Linked DNA regions of Sus scrofa: all the other regions are linked to region 1. The links are chromatin contacts, called in public HiChIP or PLAC-seq maps. All regions are on one chromosome and are shown on one strand. The core of a region is the stretch at or near the end of the contact, and the rest is flanking DNA. Distances in the headings are between cores, read along the strand shown. Region 1 has its middle 38 kb from the start of LPP. Region 2 overlaps LPP (lipoma-preferred partner). Region 3 overlaps TPRG1 (tumor protein p63-regulated gene 1 protein).

The links. HiChIP or PLAC-seq counts read pairs in DNA pulled down with a chosen protein or histone mark.
Region 2: a contact with region 1 is called in an H3K27ac HiChIP or PLAC-seq map of alveolar macrophages. The contact joins two enhancer-like sites. A contact is called at or near these places in 2 of 2 datasets of contacts at active chromatin or transcription factors (alveolar macrophages and skeletal muscle).
Region 3: a contact with region 1 is called in an H3K27ac HiChIP or PLAC-seq map of alveolar macrophages. The contact joins two enhancer-like sites. A contact is called at or near these places in 1 of 47 Hi-C or Micro-C datasets (embryonic fibroblasts) and 1 of 2 datasets of contacts at active chromatin or transcription factors (alveolar macrophages).

What each region holds. Positions count from the first base shown.
Region 1 is chr13:125,743,036-125,746,557 of Sscrofa11.1, forward strand. No RefSeq gene overlaps it. Among named protein-coding and RNA genes, the nearest start is that of LPP, 38 kb to the right of the region's middle. Within about 2 kb of position 1,821, at least 11 of the 83 cell types and tissues checked have an H3K27ac peak or open chromatin away from gene starts, as enhancers often do. A contact at or near this core is called in alveolar macrophages and embryonic fibroblasts, where this site is marked.
Region 2 is chr13:126,361,254-126,364,786 of Sscrofa11.1, forward strand. All of the region lies in intron 8 of LPP (lipoma-preferred partner), which reads left to right. Among named protein-coding and RNA genes, the nearest start is that of MIR28, 81 kb to the left of the region's middle. Within about 2 kb of position 1,703, at least 3 of the 83 cell types and tissues checked have an H3K27ac peak or open chromatin away from gene starts, as enhancers often do. A contact at or near this core is called in alveolar macrophages, where this site is marked.
Region 3 is chr13:126,553,645-126,557,033 of Sscrofa11.1, forward strand. All of the region lies in intron 1 of TPRG1 (tumor protein p63-regulated gene 1 protein), which reads left to right. Among named protein-coding and RNA genes, the nearest start is that of TPRG1, 25 kb to the left of the region's middle. Within about 2 kb of position 1,392, at least 9 of the 83 cell types and tissues checked have an H3K27ac peak or open chromatin away from gene starts, as enhancers often do. A contact at or near this core is called in alveolar macrophages and embryonic fibroblasts, where this site is marked.

The DNA of each region.
Region 1 (3,522 bases), core at 571-3,070:
AATCAGTCAGCTGGATTTCCCAGCCTATCCTGCTGCATGAGTGTCCAGATGACTAAGTCCTAGTCAGTGAAAAGTCAGCAGATGTATATATGTCTGCCAGAAACTCTCCTTAGAGGGAGAACATCTCCTCTCCTCATCTTCTCCTCAGACTACAAATGTAATGGTTGGAGCTCCAGCAGCTATCTTCTTCCCTGAGGTGGCCTTAAGAATGGAAGTCCTCACATTAGGGTGACAAGAGAAAAGGAGTCTGGGTCCCTGATCCGTGGGACACTAACTCCCTATCCCAGCTGCCTACCTCAAATGTATTTCAAGTGATTGCCTTGGTTTCCGATTGTTGCTCGGACAAATCACTCCAAAGTTACTAGCTTAAAATGACACTTTTTTTTTTTTTAACCATGGTATTCTATAGACCAGAGTCTGACAGGGGTCTTAATGGGCAAGATCTAGGTGTCAGCAGGATGTATGGTAGTTGTGCCTCCTAGTCTTTTCCAGATTCTAGAAGCTCCCCACACTCCTTGGATCATGGCCTCTCATTCTGTCTTCAAAGCAGCAATATCAGGCGTATCCTTCTCATACTGCCATCACTTTGGTTCTCTCTTACGATTTCCTCTTCCACTATAAAGTATTTTGGGGATAGCATAGGACCTACCTGAATAATCCAGGATGATTAAGGTCAGTTTATTAGCGACTTTGATTTCAACTGCCTCCTCAATTCCCCTTTGCCACATAACCTAAGATATTCACAGGTTCCAGAGATCGGGACATAGACACACAGTGGAAGAGAAATAAATTTCTATCTTATACAAACCACTGATTTTCAAGTCTTTGTTGCCCACAGCTGAGCCTAACGTATTCCTGTGACAGACACTTGTTGAATACCCACTGCCATGCCATGGTGGTGCTGGCTGGGGTCTGATAATACTGGATGATCTAATATTTCTGGTCCTCCAGAGGCCGTGAGACTCATCTTACAACATCACATGGCCCCAGAATCATCCACAAGCCCACAGTAATGCCACCAGAGAAGAAAGAGGCCATTCACCAATGAACTGACCACAGCTCCTGCTCCCCAGCCTCTCAGGTTTGCCTCAGCACAGAGAAGGATCAGGGTCAGGAAGAGACTTGCCCAGGTGTCCATAGAAGTTCATGGCATTGCCAAGACTAGAACCCAAGTCTCTGAATACCACTCCTCCATCACATTATTTTCCTGGGTTTTTCAAGGAAGGACATACTGGACATACTACCCTTGGTCCCTGGCACCCAGTCACAACCTCTGGCACAGGCCGAAGACCGTGTTTACCTCCATTGCAATGATTCCAGTGACATCAGAGACTTACAGAATTTGGCTGGCCTTTCTTTATTCTCTTTCTACCTCTGGGCTATGCATAGTGAAATTCTCTGATGGTATTCATTTTCCTGCCCTTCACACCCTCATGCTCCATTTTTCCTATTTGTTAAGTAAGTTCCTATGAGTACTTAATAGGACTTATGAGGTAACATGGATAGCCAAAGATCAAGTTAAGGGCTCAGGCTTGTGAAGTTATGTGATTCAGTGCCATCTTTGATTTTGTCCTCCTCTATCTCTCTGATTGTCAGCATTTCCATCTTGAAAAAAAAGGGGGGGGAGGAGACAGCAAATGTGCTTCAAAATACTTGCAAGGAACAGCTCATAAAACTCATTGTGAGGCACATTAGCACCGCACACAGTGTCATCTAACTGCTTATAATGAAATGTTGAGCAACTAGGAATCCAGCTCACCCCATCTGGCTCTGAGTCACACTCCCTAGTAACACTAAGTGAAAGTGAAGAGAACTTGCACCAGGCCAGGATACAAAGCCGGGAAGTGCCTGACAGCCAACCTCACATGGAGATGTGCCTGAGAGCCAGTGGACCTGGAAAACCTTCATAAAGCCATTTGCTTAAACCCTTTGCTCTGCTCTTCTTAAAGATCGATTTCCCAAGCTCTCTTTGGTAACTGTTTCTGGGTTACACACCCAGATAGTTGGAAAGACTTCCCTTATGTAATTCAAGTGTGTTTTCTTTGGCTCTGCCTTCAGTGGGAAGGGAAAAAATTTATTTGCATTTCCCCCATACCCCCACCTTTATAGTAATATCCTTTCTGATACCTCATGGCTGGTATTGAGATAGCTCTTCTATAGGACTTCTCAGTGTTCATTGCACATAAATGCAGTGGGGTGTGTGTGTGTGTGTGTGTGTGTGTGTGTGTGTGTGTGTGTGTGACATTTGCCAGGACTAGAACCCAGGTCTCTGAATACCACTCCTGCATCACATTATTTTCCTGGGTATTTTGATGAAGGACATATTGGACATAATCCCACAGGACAAACTCCCATAAGAGTGTTTTGTTGTTGCTGTTGTTGTTTTATGGCTGCACCTGCGGCATATGGAAGTTCCCAGGCCAGGGATTGAATCCAAGCCAAAGCTGCAACCTACACTGCAGCTGCAACAATACCAGATTCTTTAACACATTGTGCTGGGCCAGGGATCAAACCCACACCTCCACAGCAATCCGAGCCACTGCAGTCAGATTCTTAACCCACTACACTACAGTGGGACTCCCCCGTAAGAGTTTTCACATTGTGTTAAAAATGCTTGAGTCTGAGTGGTTTAGACCTGGATGAGATCTTATAGATCATTTCTTCAAAATATCTAAATTCTGCACATGAGAAGATTGTGGTTCTATATGGTCTTGCTCAAGGTTATACAATTAGTGTTGAGACAAAGAACTGTCAACCAGGCCTATGGAATTTTGATAATGATGTATCACTAGATAATATTTAGCTTATGCTAATTCCTAATTTTTACTTTCTTTGCATAATACCTCCTGATATTTGTAGAGCACTCATATTTATTTTGAGCAAAAGCAGTCATCCCCCTTCTTGTATAATAGTTGTTTACTCTTCTTCTGTCAGAGAACTCATTTTCCCTCAATTAAGCATAATCCTGCACATTCATGCCAACTTCTTTAACTTAAGGGGTCATATTGAATTGCAATTCTACTCTACTTGGTTTCATCTTAACTTTATGGAAGAGCTCCTATAAGCCAGTCGCTGTCACGTAGCACCTCATCTGATCCTCCAGACAACCCTATCTTAGGGATATTATTATTCACATCTTAGAGTGGAAACAAAATGAGTCAGAAAAAGATTAAGCAGTAGACCCAAGGCTGTCCATCTGCTGAGACCCATGTCTTCTCTTTTGTGCTTAGGACAGCATGTGACCTCTCACACAATGGCAGCCAACCCGCATAATTTTCTTCTAGCAGTAAGTCAAAGAATGGTGCTCTTTTTCCAACACACCTACCATGGAAGTAAATACTAAGTAGCATAATTAGCCAAGGCCAATAGGTAGAGAAAGTCACATACTCTTCAAGTTGAAGGTGAATGATAACTTCAACATTCCCCACAACAGAGGTTAGTGAGAAGAAAGTGTAACTTTTCCTTTCAATATATAGTCACAGCTATGTAAACAAGGAGGAAAATGAAGACGGTAGATGGTAG
Region 2 (3,533 bases), core at 453-2,952, 620 kb after region 1:
AAGCGGGAAGAATAAAATGAAACATTTGTTTTGAAGATAGAGTTTGTATTGAGAAGAACCCTAGGGCTGTGTGTATCTCCCTTTGAACCAGAGCCCTTAGAAAAGGAAGCACCTGCAATGTCATCCAGTCAAATTACCTCCTGTTCCATTAGTGGAAACAATATGTCTGAAGAGATCCCTTTCAAAGCAGAGAAAACCTAAGCCCTGGGCCTCAGTCTGTGCCTTTTTTATTATTATTAATGGAATCAGAATATTGAAGATAGCGTCTTAGTTAATTATTTCTGTGTAAGGACCATCCTGTTTGATGCTCTGAGTTCGGAAAGGAGACGAGTCTAACATAAATTTAATTTATTCTTGCCCCAATTGGTTATTGATCAACTGAAGATCATATTTAAATTAAACATTTAAGTAATTTGGAGAGAAAATATACCAGTTATGGCTTTATCTTTGATTCAGTGATTATTCAGATTTACCTATATCCTCTTGAATCCTTAATCCTTACATGTACATAGGATTAAACAAATTTGATTCAGTAAGGCATTGTGTTTCACTTTAATCATTTTGTACATGCTTTCTTTTGTATTTTCTATTGATTGACAATATAAATATATGTATATATATATATATATATATAGCTTTTCATTGTTAATAATTTCCATTTTTAGCTTTTCATATGTTTAGTTTACACACTACTTTTTAAAACCATTTGCTACTGGACAGATAATGGATATTTTCCAATCTTTTAGTATTATAAAAAACATGCCTATAAATAACTGAGTAAAATTTTATTTAATTTTATTTTGAATTGCTTTCTTAGCATAAATTCTGTGATTTATATTACCAAATTTATGGCAATTTGAAGAGCTTTTACTAGATTTCTTTAAAAAGATATTTTCACTTTAGAGAACCATCAACAATAATGAGACCAAATGTTAAACTATAACCTGTCCACTATTGAAGAGGTTTATTTACATTTATTTTGAACCAACTGAATAGGTGCATTATATAATAGTTTTTAATTTGGGTTTCTGTAATTAGCAAAATCATTAAGATGCTTTTTTTCTTTGGTGATACATCTCTTAAAAGCTTAGTTTTGATTATTCTTATGGATTTGTTTAAATAAACATATTAAAATTAGAGCACTAAGCTTCCTTGGGAAGAAAAGTGATATAAATAGCATACCTTGGTCCTAGTCTTTGCTTTCCTGGTATGATGTGAAATAAATCATTTAATCTGTGAGTACCAGTATCCTCATTTATTAAAGGGAAATATTAACTTCTAACCATTCTTCAAAGAGAAGGAGTGAACAGGAGTAATATTTTCTACATGATGAAGAAATCATTTACTAATACAAGGGCTTAATCTGATTAATAACATTTTCATTGCTTTTTTTTCTTTGGCTTAATCTGATGGAATTTAGAAATCCTCTAAGTTTGGGGTAATTTCATAGCTGCAGTTGCTATGGAAATCCTGCAATAAATAGATGTCATAGAAGGAATATGAGGACATATATGAGAAGAGGTTAATGTTTTTCTTAAGATTTTTGTGTTGGTATGGGAAGCAACCATACTTCCCACTGCCCTCAATGAGACAGGCTTCTAAGTACAGATTTACAAAAGAATTGCTGTGTTCTCAGCATTGCCAAAGAGTCTGGGCCTAGAGACACAGTGCATCAGAGATGCTCAGCAAGTCTGTTTATGAGATGGCAGCCAAGGATCTTCCCCTAAACCAGGGCTCTTACTCAGAGTGGATGGAATCCAGCTCCTGACTCTCTGGTAGTGGAAGTTGGTACAGGCATTTTTATTACAGTTACAATCCAAGTGATTAAAAGACTTAAGGAAATAGGAGGCCAACTTCACATGAGACTAAACACTTAAAAGTTCCTGAATTTGCGCATTAGTGGCTCACACACTAACAGCTTTTTTTCTCCCTGTGTCACTAAATGGCTACAGTTAAAACATTCTAACTTTTCAACCTACTTTAAGAGGTAGGTTTTGTACCTTTGCAGGAAGGTTGTCTTTTATATGCTCAATTCCACCTAATAAAATGTTTTAAAAGCAGTTATGGCTAGTGCTTTATGTGGGTATTAGCAACGGACCTGAGAGTTTAGACTAAACTTGAGAAATTCAGGTGAACTTCTCTCCTCTTTCCTTAATTACATACCCCTCCTGCTCTCTCATCCCCAAGTAGTGGGTCTCTCTCTCTCTCTCTCTCTCCCTCTCTCTCTCTCTTTCCCACATACCACCCATCCACTCACACACGCACACACGCGCTTTCTTCTTAATGTTAATTACATCATCCTCCTATAAGCACTCTCCCAGGAAAGAGAAAAATGGTTCAAGAGAGAGGAAAATTTGTCAAGTATGCTCTTGAGAGATTTAACCATTCTAACTACTACGAATAGTTTTCTCCTCCATTTGTACAGCCCCTTATATTTCACAGTGCTCCTGCGCCTCTTTTACTGCACCTTACGCATTAGAACCTTGTGAAACAGACAGAGGGGAGATTATTGGTCCCATTTATAGTGGCTTTGATATTTTCAAAGAAAAAGACAAAACGAAGCCTAAGGAACAGATCTTTTCACTTGCATTTTATTACTAGATCCATTCTGCTGCCCTGAAACTACAGTTCAGCTTCCTAAAAATGTGCGGATATTGACAGCCCCCTGGGATTATATAGCCTTTGAGTCCCACAGTTTTAATTGATGACCACATGAATCATGGCTTCCAGTATTACAGAGCCTAAAATGCTAAACTTCTGCCAACTTAAAACCACAGCCCCTGCCTTTCCATGAGCATTTACTTGTTGCTCTCCCCGAAATGTCTCAGGTTTTAAGACAAAAGCCCATTTTTATGGTTAAAAATAATCACAGCAATAACTAATGTTTCTTTAGTGCCTTAATTTTTACACAGCACTTTTTGTTTATCTCAGGTCACTTTCTCAAAATCTTAGAATATAGGTACAATTATTATTGCCTTTACTTCCAATAGTAATAACTTGGGTTTTAGAAAAAAATCAGCTTGCTCAGTCCCACAGAGCATGAGTGTCAGATCCAGGACTTGATCCCGGTCTTTGATTTTCAAGTTCAACTCTGCACATATCCAACAAATTATTGGAAATTTCATTTGTTATTACTAGGTTTCATTTTTCCTCATTAATTTTTTTCTCTATTACCATATATGAGCTCAGAATATTTTTTTCTTATAGTAGTAATTAAAAAAAAACTCAGTTTTTAAGTATCACATGCTCACTAGAGAAAAATTAGAAAATACTTTTAAAGGGCATATAACTCTCCCATCTAAATATTAGAACAGTTTACATTTTACCACATATTTTTTCTATTTTGGTGTACCTGGATATGATATATGTTTATAGATGTAACCACATACCTATATATATGTTTACATGTACATACAAACACAATGAGATCATACTGTCTGTACTAATTAATAACTTGCTTTTATTATGTAACAGTATATCAAACTTTGCCTCCTACAGAAATAGTTTCTTTTAAATATTCCATGAACACTCAA
Region 3 (3,389 bases), core at 142-2,641, 810 kb after region 1:
AAGGCACATTCAGTGGTTTGGGAGTTTAGAGGCAATTTCTGTCTGGGACTCATGGGATGTTTTCTGAAAGAGGTTTTGCTTAAGTGGTCTTGAAGGCCACTTATTGAAAAACACAAGTGAACTTGGCAGATCAGAGCAGAGGACATGGACACAGCCACAAGAAAGCCTCAAGCTTAATGCAGCAGTGTTTTCACCGTTTGCTGATGGGCTAGAGTCCTTCACTCTGAGCTTGATTAATTTTAGTTTATATAAACTGTGCATAAATTTAGTTTCCTGTAAGTACTTAAGAAACCAAATCCAGCAAATTAAAAGTAGGAGAAGGGGCTGCTACAGGCAGGCTCCTGAAAATGGAGAGAAGTACAAGGTGGACGGCTTGATAAGAGAGGATACAGAACATCAAAACAAAACCTTCCCACAAACCCTCAAGAGTGGAAAAAAAATCACAGCAATCTGGATTGAGTGGGAAAGTCAAGCAGTCCTTTAAATTGAGAGAGTCTTCTAGAATGTCATCATACATTAGAGTTCAATGAAGAAAGTGATAGCCTATAGTCCCTTCGAACATGGCTAATTTATATTCTTTGTGCTGCTTTGTAGAATATAGACAAACACATAATTGATTTTAGAAAGAGTTCCATCCCAAGTGAGTCACAATAAAATTTGTATTAAAGCCAAAAACCTTCAGCATTTGCAATGCTACCTTCTAGAGAAGGAATAATGTGTCTTGACTTTTAATAAATGCAAGTGCTGTGAGTCATTTTATGTTATACCCCCATCTTCCAGTGTCCTTCTTATCATCTCTATGTCTCCTTCATTCATAAGGCTGTTTTTCCTTCTTCCCAGGCCTGTGGCTTTCAGCAGCTCCCCTCCAGAGCCTGGCACACTGAGGCTGGTAGCCCCTCGTTGGCTGCATTTCCAATATGGCATTGAGGGGCAGGGGAGGGACTCCAAGCCTGGGCCTGGGGACCCCGGCAGTGGGCTTGGCTTCCTACCTAAGAGTGGGAGATTTTAGAAAAATCACTTTCCTTCCTTGAAACTCTGTTTTCCCATTTGGAAAAAGGGGATAATTACTCTTATCCATTGAGTTGTTGTGAAAACCAAGGACATTAATTGATGTGAGATTAGTAAATTCAGCAGTCCCATTCTCAGCCCATACACTGTGCTTATAACCAGCCCTACCTCTAAGCATCATTTGCATCTACATCTGCCGTACTCATTTGATTATTACCTTACTTGAAGTTATGCTTTTCTTGATTTTTTTTTTTTAATTAGTGTCACCTTGAAGAAAGCCTCTTTTGAATGGCTTTGCAGGTCATGTGCACTGCCCAGCACTGGGGAGGGTCACTATTCATTTGGCCACGTGGTGAACAGCTTGTGGTTGTGTGTTGTACAGGGTCTGACTCAAGTGCCTGGCAGCCTGCTCTCTCTGTGAATATTAAACATCAGGGATTCTGTTTTCTATTCCTGATATGTAAGGCCTGTCCTAGGGCATACAGTATTACTAAATACTGGATTCTGGGCTCTGGATTGAAAATTGTGCACTCTATGATTCAGTCTCAGGCCCAGCTTTCAGCCTCCCATTTCATCTTTGATTGGACTGTCCTGGTCACACTCTTGGCAGAATCCATAAGCCACAGAAGTTTTCTGGTGAAGAGGAGTTTTGGGTCATCATGATTTCAAAGTAAAAGTTAGTAAAAAACTTGGCAAGCCCACTGTTTGTACTTTGTTGTTTTAATCTCAAAATCCTTGTAAATGAAGATATATCAACAGCCAGGCTTGAAAGCAGAGGAAAAAAAAATCACACACATTTATCCTAAACTCTTTCCCCCACTCCAGTTGTTAGGGAGATTTTATATCATCTGTGAAATGTCATAGTCTGACCTCTACTTGTTTCTGGATGGGCTTTGGTTTCCTCATCTGCATAATGGAACTAACCCTGTCCACTTCTCTGGATTACTAAAGAGATATCTTGGGAAAGTACTGAGGTCCAGAGCCTGACCCCTAACATGTGCTCAGACAGGATTGGTAAGAGTTCCCCTTGTGGCTCAGTGGTTAATGAACCTGACTAGTATCCATGAGGCTATGGGTTCTATCCCTGGCCTTGGTCAGTGGGTTAAGGATCCAGCGTTGCCGTGACTGGTGGTGGGTGGTATGAAGCCCATCTTTCTCATTCTCTGGTGATGTTTTTTGTCATTGGATAGCTTTGGCGTAGAACCATACCTCACACGAGAGAGGGGAAAAAAAAAAAATCAATTCCTCTGAAACTTCCACTATGGGACCCCTGGGCAAGGAAGGAGTGTCTTCCAGTTTCCTGGCCTCCCCGCTAGTAAGGACAGGCAGCAGAAGGCCTTGCTGTGGTCAGAGGGCCGAGGAGCCAGACAAGCCTCTGTGGTTACGCACTTATTTATTTCCTTATTTATTACTTTTGCAGCTAACATTTTTACAATCATGTTATTTTGTGGTTTGTTTGCGAAATGCATTGTGAGCCAAGTTTGCGTCAAATGTTCTCTGAGTTGGAAGAGGGTTGCATTGGGGAGCCCAGGGAGAGGTGAGTGGAGGGCAAGAAAGCAGTTATAAAAAATGTTACATAATTGATATATCTGTTAAAGATCCTTTCTTTGTAATCAGGCTACCCAAGGCAGATGGAGGAATGAAAACTGAGAAAACATTGTAGGCTCTCAAGAAGTAGTAGGGACAGGCTTGGCAATCTCAGAGGTGAAATGGGGCCACAGCCTGGGGACTCGGGGAAAGAAATCCGGGAAGAAACCCTGCTCCTGCTCACGGAACCCCAAGCACCAAAAAGGCATCTTTTGAAAGACTTTGGGAAAGAGTAGAAGTTGGTTCTAGAGGAGTGATGAATAATTAATTAATTCATACGTGTTATTATTAGGGAGCTTATTATAATCGTTTTTTGAAGATTTTAATATAAACAAAAACCCAGTTTTCAGAGATTAGCTGAAATGGGGCTCAAGCGATGCTCTCCCAGAGCTGTTTTCTTTTTAACTCTATATTCGTCTTTTCTCGCCCCCAGGCAGTAGTAGATTCCTGAGAGGCTGCCCTGTTGTTGCTGAAGCTCATTTTGCCTGTATTCAAGTTTGTTCTTGTATTATTCCATCTGGTTGCTCCCCAAACCACTTTCCTTTTTTACTCTCCTTGTAAATATTTACATAAGAAGGTTTTTGCAGAATCTTATATTGGTGGATTGGCGCAAAGAGTTTTTGATGTGTTTCATTCCTTTTACGAACAATTTGGTTAAGTGGATTTCCTCCCAGCTCATTGAAATAAAATCCTTTCAATTTAATAACATCATCAGACACTAAATAACATCAGAGGGAAAAATAAGTTTGCATGGCATAGCCTCGAGTGGATCTCAGCTGCTCTGTAGCTGTTAA